2 separate regions of the Neogale vison genome follow, and region 2 is linked to region 1. Evidence: chromatin contacts called from public Hi-C data. All regions are on one chromosome and are shown on one strand. The core of a region is the stretch at or near the end of the contact, and the rest is flanking DNA. Distances in the headings are between cores, read along the strand shown. Region 1 has its middle 120 kb from the start of TEAD1. Region 2 holds the start of TEAD1 (transcriptional enhancer factor TEF-1).

Region 1 (6,568 bases), core at 2,494-4,993:
CTGTCTCTATTTTCAATTGGAGCAAAGGCGGAGACTTTGCTAGTCCTCTGCAAAGCATCCTTGGACCAATGGCGCTCCATGCATTTTTCTGAGACTTTGGATCATTTGCAGTTTGCTCCACAACTCCCACACATTTGCCTCTTCGTGTCCCAAAGCTCTCACTGCTGCAACGTTCCCATAGGAATGTGGCCCCCTGCCAAGCGACCTCATGAACATTCCATTCATCTCCTTGGCTGGGAGGCAGCAAGGAAGCCAAATTGGCTGGTTTCTTAACCGTTTGGGTCCCGAACTCACCCTGAAATGAATGGTCAAGCTTGTTGGCCGTTTCCAATAACCAGAAAGAAACACAGAAGATAAAACAAAAGAGACGTATTTATTTATTCATATGATCCCATCCGAAAAAAAAAAAAAAAACCAGCTATTTTTAAAGGTAGCCTAATGAAAACCACATTCTCTGGTTCTCCTTGTTGTGAAATCATCTTCTACCAGAAAAGCATTTTGAAGTAATGAGGCTTTGTGAGGTGTGACTAAAAACAATGTGACTATAAAAAAAAAATTTTTTTTAAAGCAAACACAGCAGAATAGAGCCATCTAAATAAAGGTTGTTGCCTTCCAAGTAATCTCAATGGGACGTTATCCTGCCATTCCAAGATCCTCAAACATGTATAAAATTCCTTTTAGGGAATTACTGGCTTGTCTTGCTCTCACTGTTTTGCTTTCTGTTTATCATTTGTTCAGCATGTATTAGATACCTCCTGTGTGCCAAGCACCTACCAGACCCTGGGCACAGAGTGATGAGATGCACTCTCATTGAGTATTTGATAGGAGAAGGTTCTCAGGGACCAGTGGAAAAAGTTAGCCCGACCTAGGTTTGAATCCCAGGTTAGCCTGGTGCGGGTTGTGTAACCTCAGGCAACTTTTCTAAACTCATTGCATCAGTGTCCTTGTTTCTTTTCTTCTTCCTTTTTTTTTTTTTTTTTTAAAGATTTTATTTATTTATTTGACAGAGATCACAAGTAGGCAGAAAGGCAGGCAGAGAGAGCGAGAGAAAGAGAGAGGAAGCAGGCCCCCTGCTGAGCAGAGAGCCCGATGTGGGGCTTGATCCCAAGACCCTGAGATCATGACCTGAGCCAAAGGCAGAGGTTTTAACCCACTGAGGCACCCAGGCACCCCCGTGTTTTTTTTTGTTTTTTTTTTTTAGTGTCCTTTTTTCTAAAATGAAGATGGTAGAATCTACTTCATAGGATTGCTCTGAAGGGAAGATCAGATGAAATGTCTAAGTAGCGATAACACGAGGCTGATACAGAGTAATTGCTCAGCAAATGAGAGCTCTTGTGATTTTAACTGTTTGAATGATAGAGCTGGTTGGACCATCTTTCTTCACGCTAGACCCTGAATACAGTTTTTGAAAAACCAACCATTTTATCATCGTGTATCTGGGTAACACAAGGTATAAATCTCAAGAGTGTACAAAAATGACAAAAACTTCTTCTTCCTCTTGAGCATCTGCCCCTGGTTCTTCTCCCAGAGATGATCAATATGACCAGAATCTTGTGTATTTCCAGATTTAACTATTCTTGGGGATTATTTCATAATAACATTTATTAGATTTTCTTGGTGAATAACTTAAAAATTATTTTTATTTTTATTTTTTCCCCAATTAATTAACATGTAATATATTATTGGTTTCAGAGGTAGAGGTCAGTGATTCATCAGTCTTATATAACACACAGTGTTCATTCCATCACATGTCCTCCTTAATGTCCATCACCCTATTACCTCAACCCTCCACCCTCTCCCTTCCAGCAACCCTCAGTTTGTTTCCTGATTAAGAGTCTCTTTTGGTTTTGTTTTTTGTTTTTGTTTTTGTTTTTGTTTTGGTCTCCCTCTCTGATTTCTCATTTTATTTTTTCTTCTCTTCCCCTATGATTCTCTGTTTTGTTTCTTAAATTCCACATATCAGTGAGATCATATGATAATGGTCTTTCTCTGATTGGCTTCTTTTTTTTTTTTTTTAAAGATTTTATTTATTTATTTGAGAGAGACCGTGAGAGAGAGCATGAGCGAGAAGAAGGTCAGAGGGAGAAGCAGACTCCCGGGGTGGAGCTGAGAGCCTGATGCGGACTTGATCCCGGGACTCTGGGATCATGACCTGAGCCGAAGGCAGTTGTCCAACCAACTGAGCCACCCAGGCGTCCCTGATTGGCTTATTTCTTTTAGCATAATATCCTCTAGTTCCAGGGGCACCTGGGTGGCTCAGTGGGTTAAAGCCTCTGCCTTCGACTCAGTTCATGATCCCAGGGTCCTGGGATTGAGCCCCACATCAGGCTCTCTGCTTGGCAGGGAGCCTGCTTCCCTTCCTCTCTCTCTCTGCCTGCCTCTCTGCCTACTTGTGATCTCTGTCTGTCAAATAAATAAAATAAAGAATCTTTAAAAAAAAATACCGTCTAGTTCCATCCATGTTGTTGCAAATGGCAGTATTTCTTTTTTGATGGCTGTATAATATTCCTGCGCACGCACGCGTGTGTGTCTCCACATCTTCTTTATCCATTCCCCTGTCGATGGACATCTGGGTTATTTCCATAGTTTGGCTATTGTGGACATTGCTGCTATAAACTTTGGGGTGCAGTTGCCCCTTTGGATCATCACTTTTTTTTTTTTTAAAGATTTTATTTATTTATTTGACAGACAGAGATCACAAGCAGGCAGAGAGGCAGGCAGAGAGAGAGAGAGGAGGAAGCAGGCTCCCTGCTGAGCAGAGAGCCCGATGTGGGCCTCGATCCCAGGACCCTGAGATCATGACCTGAGCGGAAGGCAGCGGCTTAACCCACTGAGCCACTCAGGTGCCCCCCACTTTTTTTATTGACTGGACATTCATAATTGATTTAGCCAGTCCCCTATCAATGAACATTTGTTTCTAATCTTTGGCTATGACCACAATGCAACCAAGATCATCTATGTGCCTATCTTTGACTAAGGATGATGAACCATGCAATGGGCATCTAAGGCAGTATCATCGGAATAAAGTGTCTGGTTAAAGCAGATAGTGCTGATCTGATGGGGCACATTCTGAATTGTTTTCTCAAGAAAACTCACAATTTTAATTCCTAGAATATTTATACCACTCCCTAAATGCTACCTGTTTTTGGAAATGAAGAGTCTTCACAATAATATTATTAAGAATGGTGGCATTTTAGTTCAGACAGGATTGTTCTAAAGCCCCACCGAGATACATACTACATGGACGAGGTTTTCGTTCGTTGGCACCAACGGGTCAAGGATACAGAGATTCCAGACAGCCACTCTAGGAGCAGCTGTTAGGAAGATTCACACTCTAAATTTGCTGCCACAGCTTGAGACAGTGAAATGTATTAAAATGTGCCACATCGGTTAACATGGCTTCAGTGGGATGAAGGCTGCCAATTTGGAAAGAGGGCCAATGTTCTCTGGCGGCCATCTTTACTGATGCTCAGGCCCACACAGGCTGTGTGTAGAGTTGAATCAGAGAGAATGTATATGTGAGGTTCTGGCACAATCCATGCATAAGTAAGACTCGGGGATTAGCTTTCCTGGATGGGTGATTATTTCTGAATCATGAGAGAGGCACATGTGGAAAGGAGGCAGGGAAATGGAAGTCTTTCTAAGAAGTCTCTACCGTCAGAGGCGCGGATCCTCAAATGAGCTCCATGCAAATGAAAACCGGTCCCAGTGGCATCCTGAGCCAAAGAAAATTCTTGGTTGGGGTTGAAAAAAATGTCAGATAAATAGTTTTTCCTTGCTTCTCAGCAGGCCTCAGCTATCACTGCAATCCAGATCTGGCCTCTGAGCGGTTCTGGCAGGTTTATCTTGGACCAGCTGCTGTGATGAAATCGCAGTAATTCCAGGTTTCCCTCAAATCCAGACTGAGCCAAAGGCAATCCAGGCTTCTAGCATCCGGCTTACTTCATTGCCCTCTCTCCAGTCCCTCCTCCATTTTCAAGCTTCTGATATTTTTTTTTTTTAATTTTTAATTTCTTAAAAAAATTTAAAGTAATCTCTATAACCAATGTGGGGCTTGAACCCACAACCCCAAGTACAAGAGTCCATGCTCTACCAGCTGTGCCAGCCAGGTGCCCTGCTTCTGATTTTTTTTTTTTAAAACCAAGATAAGTGTGGTAGGGAAACCCTTCCAGGGCAGCCTGGAAATCTAGAAAATGTTTATTTCAGATTAATTCCAGAAACCACTATGGAGCACTGGTGAGTCTCCTTAGGTGGGTTACGTGGTGCGGTGCTGATTGTGGATTGTGCGGTGGGTTACGTGGTGCAGTGCACTGTGGATTGTGCATCTGACAATACCCCAGGCTTCCTACGTGAAAGATCCCACTTAATCTACTGACAGCACTATGAACTAGGAACTATTATGCCTATTTTACTAAAGAGAAAACTGGGTCTTAGAAAGGTTGAGTCTCCTCCCTGAGGACTCACAGCTGGTGAATAGAAGCGTCTGAATTTGAATCTGCCTCTGGCCAGAATAGGCTTCTGCTGATTCTTGCTAGGTCATAGCACTGGCCATGGGCAAGAAGGCCTTATTTAGAGTCCAGGAAATGAGACTGGGACAAGGAAAAACTAAGGTGAACAAAAGGGAGGAAACCAAGACCCAGGCGGATGGATACAGTATGTGGACAAAGTGACAGGCTTAGCGAGGGCTGCTTACTGAATTTCTTTTTCTTTCTTTCTTTCTTCCAATTTTATTTATCTGTTTGAGAGAGCAAGAGAGAGCACAAGCACGGGGGAGAGGGAGAAGCAGGCTCCCCACTGAGCAGGGAGCCTGACACGGGTCTTGATTCCATGACCTGAGCTGAAGGCAGATGCTTAATCGACTGGGCCATCCAGGTGCCCCTTTATTGAATTTCTTGTAATTTCTTTAAAACAGCCTTCCTGGCTAGATGGGTGGCTCACTGCTTGACCCCCAAATTCTGGGTTCCCAGGAGAATGGCCACAGATCTGGCTTAGGGCATAAAGCATCCTCAACCCAGACAGGGAAATGGACTCTGACCAGAGCCCACCTCACAAATCCAGCAGCTTGTGTTGGAGAGAAAGAGGAGGGTGGACTCAGAGTGGAGCTGTGGGTTACTGAAGCACGTGATGTGTAAGGAAGAACCTTTCTGAGCAAAGCTGGCTGACAAATGTCTTTTATTTTCACCTGTGGTATCTTCAAACATGTTCTTTGGATCATCCTTAGGTAGGTGTGGAGGGCTGCTGGTAACAAAGGTCTAACAGTCAAAATGGAGGAAATGCTGGATTCCAGAAATGACTCATCAATGATTCTGACCTGAGGAAAATTCATTATCTAAAAAGTAAAGAGAGAAGCAGTATCCCACTTCCTTGACAGTGGTTTCTTCCTGGCAAAGTCTCCAGCCAAGGGAGAGGAGACATTTTAATCTCTTGACTATTTTGTTGGAAACATAATGTGAGGTAGCAGAAGTCAGGAGAAAATAACAAAATTGCCCAATTTTGCATGTCCTGGTAGGGAAAGGGCAATCTCCATGGAGTAGAGCAAAAAAGACAAGGAGAGGGTCATCTGGGTGACTCAGTTGGTTAAGCAGCTGCCTTTGGCTCAGGTCATGTTACCGGGGTCCTGGGTTTGAGTCCCGCATCAGACTCCTTGCTCAGCGGGGAACCTGCTTCTTTTTCTGCTTCTGCCTGCCACACTGCCTGCTTGTACTCTCTTTCTCGGACAAATAAGTAAGTAAAATCTTAAAAAAAAAAAAAAAAGACAAGGACAGACAAACAAAAATTGGTCTTATGATAACTTTGGGGACCTACATATCCATATACTGGCTTAACATTTTTTTGTTGTTGTTTTGTTCTTTTTTGTTTTTTTATTGGTAAGCTAGAGCATTTAGTAGGTTGAGAGGCACAGAGAATACAGTTGGCAGAAAGAAGATGGTCTCTGACTTAGGTGCACCTGAATTTGTTCTTGGGTCTGACACCCAGGAGCTGTGAGACTTTGGGCAAATAAATCCTTTCTGCCGAACAGGATACAAAAATTATCCCAAGCCCTGGCATGAATGTTTTGTATTTCCAAAATGTCTAGCATATTATGTGAGTGGAGTAAATGTTGATTGAAAATAACAAGAGTAGCACTATTTATTATTTTTTTTAAAGATTTTATTTATTTGACAGATTGCAAGTAGGCAGAGAAACAGGCAGAGAGAGAGGCGGAAGCAGGCTCCCCACTGAGCAGAGAGCCCAACTCGGGGCTCGATCCCAGGACCCTAGGATCATGACCTGAGCCGAAGGCAGAGGCTTTAACCCACTGAGCCAGCCAGGCGACCCCAAAGTAGCACTATTTAATAATGATGATGATAATGATGATGATAACAAGGTACCAGATGGTAAGCTCAGGGGTAGAGGCCCTTTGTTGGTCATCTTTGTATCTCCAGCGCACTACACACTGCTAGGCAGGTAGGAGGAACCCCCTATGTGTTTGTTGCATTAAAAGTGAACTGGCTGGCTGAGCACCAACTACACCTTTGGTTTTGAATCCTCTAGGGATTATAGCAACGAGCGAGATGCAGGGCAAAGC
Region 2 (6,568 bases), core at 3,009-5,508, 120 kb before region 1:
TACTTGATTTTATCACCTTTGTGAAGGTGAAAGAATAAAATATATCACTGATACTGTTCAAACACGATTTGGGATCTCATTTAAATACCACAGTTGTCATCTGTGGCTTCTACCGATAAAATAAGAAAAAATAAGAAAAACAGTCAGTCCCCAATAGCCCAGCAACAGAGCCCAAGTTTGTTAAAGGGCAAGAAGCTTACAGTACTTTTTTTTTTTTTTTTTTTGCTGAGGTCAGAAGTAGGACACTAGCCCTTGCTGCCATTGCAGCCCCTGACCACTAAGGAGGAAGTGCAGTACGCACCTTTATGGACAGAAAAGATTTCCCTGCACCACTGCTGAGACAGCCGGACACCTGCTCTGGCCCGTTGTCCTCAGTCTTTGGAAAAAAACAGACCTACAAAGTTTTACCACTGAGTGGATCCAACCCCTAGGCCCAGCTTTCACTCGGCAGCATTTTTACTCTTTCGCAATCTCTTTATTGGGAATAAGACAACGTGCCTAAAATACAAGCTTAAAAATGCTATCTACCTACTGTCTGCACAGTAGTAGTGAACACGGTCATTTTTACACATGCTGGCTCCTAAATGCAGTCATTTGCACCAACCTTTGGAGCGATAAAGCACCACAATTTTCATTTGCAGGCAGTATAATTATGCTCACAATTAACACATAATAGTACATGAGATTAGAGAAAAAAAAAAGTAATCCCACAGATGCAGAGGCTCTGGTGTGACCACCACACACGAGAGATCAACCCGTTCTAAAACAAGAAACCTTAAAAATATTGTTCATGGCACAGCTCATTTCTTCAAAGGCCTAGCTAACATCTGAGCTCAACATTCTCCAACTGCTCCTGGTACATACTTTTCCACTGAAGATAAAACAGATATGATCTGGAAACGGACGATCCACAGCAAGTATATTCTTCTCAGATTTTCCCACTGAGAAATGCCCTCTAATACTGCTGAGCTGCAGTGTCAGAACTCAAAACTGTTACTGAAGGACTTTAGCATAAGCAGCAAAAAACCCCCAACACCCTTTTCATTATGCCTTGCTTGTCCTTGTTCTTAATACGAGGAGACATTAGTCCTCCAAAGTGAGAGTCTGAATACGTAATTCCTGCTGTAAGAGAGGTAGAGGGAAAAGGGAAGAAGCTGAAAGAAGCTGACGTCCCCCACAGTGTCGCTCTCCCCCTTCTCCCACTTTCCCCCTGCCCCCCCCACCCTCCACCCCGCCCAAAACCTGCCCTGACATATAATTAATTTGCTGCTGGGGCCTAGGCACACATTGTACCACAATGCAAGGAAGCACCTCTCCGCCTCTCCGTGAGAAATTTGCTTCAATCTGGCTCAAACTAAACTAGGTTGCCATCCCTCTTTAAATTAAATCTCATTAAGTACATGTCGTGGTGAGTCCTGGTTTATGTTTTGGGAAAAGGAAAAAGAAACACAAACACACACACACACACACTCACACAAAACCCAATAAACTCCATAAATCTCTCAAGCATGGTCTCTGGATGGAGTTCTATTTGTTACTCCATGAAAGATCACTTGAGAGGTGGAATCTATACAAAGATTCTTTCCTCTGTTTTTTCAAATCTTACTGTCAAGGCAAAGTGTCACATTGGTTTTGTCTCAAAATTGTAAAAAAAAAAAAATTATTCTAATATTCCCCTAAAACTGCAGACCAAATAATAATAATGATAAGTAAAATAAAATGGTCTACATTGGCACTTTTATACCATCAGCAAGAATTCAGTAATGAATACAGCTTATCACCTCATTTTTTTATGCTAACAACAAATAAAAGAATTACAAACTCTGTTTAAAATCTGAAACCTGAGAGCTCAATACCAAGTTGTACATACAAAGAAATACTAAACAAAAATATCTGTGACCATTTATGGAAATAGTGAGATTAGAAAAGTAAGCCTCCCCCCCTCCCCAAAATAATCAACGATTCAAAACCTCGCTGTTGACAAAGGTTCAACTAAATCCATTTGTCTTTCCTGAGTCACTTTGTAATTAGTTCTACTATTTCCTTCTGAAGAAGAAAGATTCTTAAGCAAAGTTAGATCTGAGCCTGGCCCCGAAGATCCTGATATTTACAAAAGGGCAGACCCGAGAGTGAAAGGACAAGGCACGGGCACAGCCTAAGATATGTTCCCTAAGCACTGCCTCAGAGTACCCTGGCAGAGAAGCCCCGGGCAGGACACACCAGTAAAGGCCACTGCAGACTGCAGAGAAAGGAGCCCACTCACTGCCTGTTCTGACAATGCAGGCAGATCCCAGGCTCCTAAAAGGGATCCGTCTACTCAGGTAACCACCTGCAGGAACTCAGCACACCATAAGCGATCAGACCACCAAAACTTCCAGAAACAATCAAGGAGGGTGGGGAGGAAGAAACATGCGGTTGCCCTGAAATGTTTTAGTGTTCTGCTCCTTTGCAATATCTGTAGCATTTAAAATTTTCTTGTTTAACCATTTTGAAATCTGATAGGTTTTGCAGACCTTTCTGTCCCAGGACCTGGGCTCCCTCCAAGGCACTGTTTTTAAAACAGGCCTTTTTACATTACCCGCTCCTGGAACATCATCTGTCTCTAAGTTTCCAGTGCTTACTGAGGTCAATTTTCATTTCTGCAAATCACAGGCAGCCACTTGCTTCTGAGAAGTTAACAAGCCTCCTGAGAAATGCTGGTGGCTGCTATTTCATTGTTTCATAAATATTTTTATACAGTGACACCATTCAACTTTAAATAAATCTTTAAAAAGAAAGACAATTAAAAAGCAAAGAAAATTATGATCTGGATTTTATTTATTTTCGTGGGAGAAGAATAAGGGAAGTGTGAGCCCTCCATTGTTTTCAACTCATTTAAAATGTTGCTTCAGTTTAAAAAAAAAAAAAGAAAGAGAGAAATACACACACACACACACACACACACACACACAAATGCATTTTAGAAAAAAGAAACTCCTGGAAGTTGAACTTTCTTGAAAACCGGCCTCTGGACTTTTGAAAACAGTGTTGCTGCTACGAACAAAGACTAGAAGTACACCCTGATTTTCTCCTCTCCTGGGGATCATTTCTCTTCCAATAAACAAACAAATCCCCCAGTATTTCCTACCGAAGGGAAGTTTTCCAGGGAGAGTCTCCTCCAGGGTTTGGTGGTAACTGCGACTCAGTCTTTTTTGGACACAATGTTTCTGCTGACTCCTGAAAATTTTCCACTTGAATGTGCAATGAAGTGGCGGCGGCGGCAGCAGCAACAGTCCTGGAGAAGCGGCAAAGGCGACCGTGCCTTCTTTCATCTTTGAGAAGGAGCGAACCCCCGCCAGCAGCACGAGTCGGCGCGGACCCCGGGCAGGCCTCGGGGGGCCCGGGCGCCCAGGGGCCCGGTGGGGGCGGCGGCGTCGGGCGGGGGGGGGGGCGGCTCCGGGCTCCGAGGCGGCGCCGGCGGCTCTCCCCGCCCGCGCCCGCTCCGAACTTCTGACTTCCCCGAGCAAACCGTGATAACCGGCTGAGCTTGTGAGGGTGTGTGCGTGTGCGCGCGTACGGGCGAGCGGGCAGGCGCTGGGGGCGCGGGGGACGGGGGGGGCGGGGGGGGCGCGGCGCGGCCGGCCGGGCGCCTCCAGGGCCGCCGCCGGGGACCGCCTGTTGCCGCGCGGGCTCCGCAGCGCGCGGCCCAACTTGGCGTCCCGGCAACTCGCGCGGCGGCGCCCGGCCGCTCACCTTGAAGGGGGCGCGGGGGCCCGGCCCTGGCCCTCCGCGTGCCCGCCCGCCGCACACAAAGCGGAGCCCGCAGAGAAAGAGCGGCCCGAGCCGGACGCGCCGCCGGCCCCCCGCCCCCGGGCGCCCGGTGCGCCGCCCGCACCCAGCATCACCCCGCGCGCCAACTTACCTCGGCGAAGGGAGCCGCCGCAGCGCCCGGCGAGTCCGAGGCAAACTTCGGCGCCGCTTCCCCCGCCCGCAGCTCGGTGCCCGGCTCCCTCCCCGGCTCCCGGTCCCCGGGCCGGGCCACCCCACCCCTGCCTAGCACCGCTCCTGCCCCGGGGCCGGCTCGGCGCACTGGGCTGCTGCCCGCGGCTCCAGGCAAAGGCGGTCGGGGTGGGGGGGCTTCACTGCATGGCCTGTCCCCGGACGCGGCCGCCCCGGGCCCGGGCCCCGCCGCGCGGACTGGCCCGTAGGGTGGAAGCGAGTCTGCAAAGTGCTTGGTGGGCGCCCGCGGCGGGCGGCGGGGCCGCGGCGGCGGCTGCAGAGGCTCGGCTCGGCTCGGGCGGCGCGGCGCGGCGCGAGCGATGCTAAGAATGTTCGGAATGAGGACAGGAATGAAATGAACGCCAGGACCGAACTCGCTCCGGAGGGGTGGGGCCTCGGTGACGTCATGCGGCCTGCCGCCCGGGGCCGGGGGCGGGGCCTGCCGCCGCCGGTGACGTCATGGGGATTCGGGGCGGGCCCGGCTGGGCCGACTTGCGGTTGGGGCACGGGCTCCCCCCGCAGGGACGGCGGGGCGGAGTCTCGCGCCCACGGGGGAGCGGGGCGCGCGCGGGAGCCGCCCTGCCCACCCCCCACCCCCCCGCCCTGTCTCCCGGCGCGGGCCCGGGCTTTGTCCCGAGCAGGGCGGGGCGGCGGGAGGCTTCGAGGTGCTTGCGTCCGCACGGAGAACTCTGGAAGCCTGGGTTTCTTCCTCCGGACGGGCGCCGAGCCCGGAGCTGCGCGCGCCGCGCCCTCCCTGCCTCAGTTTCCCTCTTACGGGACGCGGAAGCTCGGCCGACCCCTTAGAGCGCTCCAGGACTCGTGAAAGTCTGCAAGTTCGGGGAAGAGAAGTTTCTTTTCTGGAAATTCAGGTGGTGGTTCTGCGGCGCGGTGAAAGCCTTCCCGGGGCCGGATTCCCAGCCTGCCATTTCTTCCCCTCTCACACTTTATACAAGTTCGCGGCGCTCATTCAAGTGGAAGTCGGCCCTTTTGTTGGGAAGGGAAACCAATCTGCCCTGCTAGCACGGTCTTCTCCAGCTTGCTCAAGAAGTTGAGTTCTCTCATCCCTGTGGGTTGTACTTTTCCGAAAGTAATGGGTTAGGCAAAAACTCCCCGAATTTTAAAATGCTACATCAGGCAACTTCAGGCCGCTCCTTTTGTGTGTGTGGATAAATTTCTCTTCCATTCTAAAAAAAAAAAAAAAAAAATAGTTTTATCGCCACCTTTGGAAGCGGAGTAGTGACACATTATACCCAGTGGGTAAATCAGAAAATAGCTGGGTAAAGTCATCCCTCTATGGCAGAACTTGTCTAACGTTTTCGGTGACTGTCTTGTGCCAGTTTCACTAAGATCGAAGTAGCAAAAGCAATTTCTGTACTGTTGACCTCTTTCCTTCTAGGCATTTTGCTCTCCTTTCCAGTTGGGGCCCCAAGATAAATAATGGCGCCTATTTGTCCCTAAATCCCCTAAATATGAATAATTGAGGGAAGCAGAATGTGACTTGCAACGACACATTTTGTACAACGTAACTTGTACTAATGTTCTTTAATTGAAATTTTTCTTGTGATCATTGAAGATTCACATGTTGTAAAAAATAATAGTACAAAGAAATCTTTTGTTCACGTTGCCCAGTTCTTCCCAATGGTAATGTCCTCCACAACTGTAATATAACACACAATGGATATTGACATTGATTCAGTCCACCCGTCTTATTGATGTTTCCCCAACCTTAATTGTACTCATTTGTGTGTGCCTGTATTCCTATACAAATTTCTCACGTGTGTATGCATCCGTTACCACAGGTAGGTACTAATGCTTTTTTTTTTTTTTCTTAATAAAGGGTACTAATGCGTTTTATCTCTAGTTTGCATGCAATAATAAGGTGATACAATGAGGTTTACAGTAATGACCCCAGCCACCATTGCACTGGTTTTTGGAAACGTATTAGAAAAACATAATTAATTTGGCATTAAAACGGTGCTAGGCATATCCCTCTCCAAATATCATCTTCTAAAAGTATGAGAGTCCAATGGCAGGGCAAGCCAGACAGTAGGGTTGCTAAACCACAGTTTGTTGGCCCAGTGTACCTGAACATTTTTCAGACTCCAGCTCCCATCTCACAGCCACCCGGCAATACAAAATATCCTATTTCTTACTGAATTGAGGAAAAATACCTTGGCCTGCGATTCAGAGCTCTTCATGGCCAGTATTTTCTGCAGCTTTTCCTACTTGATAGGATGTTTCTTGAGGCTTATCTTAAAAACCTCTTCTAGGATGACTACTCAACTAGATATTTCCTCCTTAGGACCCTCAAAAGTCCTTGCTCCAGACTCCCTATTGTATTCTGTAGTTACCTGTATGCTGGGATGCCCCTACATCTGAGTCCAAGTGGACTGGGTTTCATTTAGCTAAATGTACACCTCCCAAGACGTACACGTAAATGGGAATAACTTTTGTGGTCTCTCTGCACATTTTCACACTCCTCAGCTACCCACCAGATGGTACAGAGGACCTATGGATGTCAGGGCCCAGCAGCTGTTCACCTCCAGCATCTGAGGGCAGGAACAGTAGCTGCCACCTGCTAAAATGACAG

What was found. Hi-C and Micro-C count contacts between places; a contact is called where the count stands out from the background.
Region 2: a contact with region 1 is called in a Hi-C map of fibroblasts, with 6 times the contacts expected there. The contact joins the promoter of TEAD1 here to the enhancer-like site in region 1. A contact is called at or near these places in 2 of 3 Hi-C or Micro-C datasets (fibroblasts and muscle).

The regions. Positions count from the first base shown.
Region 1 is chr7:160,505,631-160,512,198 of ASM_NN_V1, reverse strand. No RefSeq gene overlaps it. Among named protein-coding and RNA genes, the nearest start is that of TEAD1, 120 kb to the left of the region's middle. Within about 2 kb of position 3,743, the one cell type or tissue checked has open chromatin away from gene starts, as enhancers often do. A contact at or near this core is called in fibroblasts, where this site is marked.
Region 2 is chr7:160,622,858-160,629,425 of ASM_NN_V1, reverse strand. It overlaps TEAD1 (transcriptional enhancer factor TEF-1), which reads right to left and starts at 4,258. Exons shown (of 12, transcript XM_044258861.1): 1 at 3,902-4,258.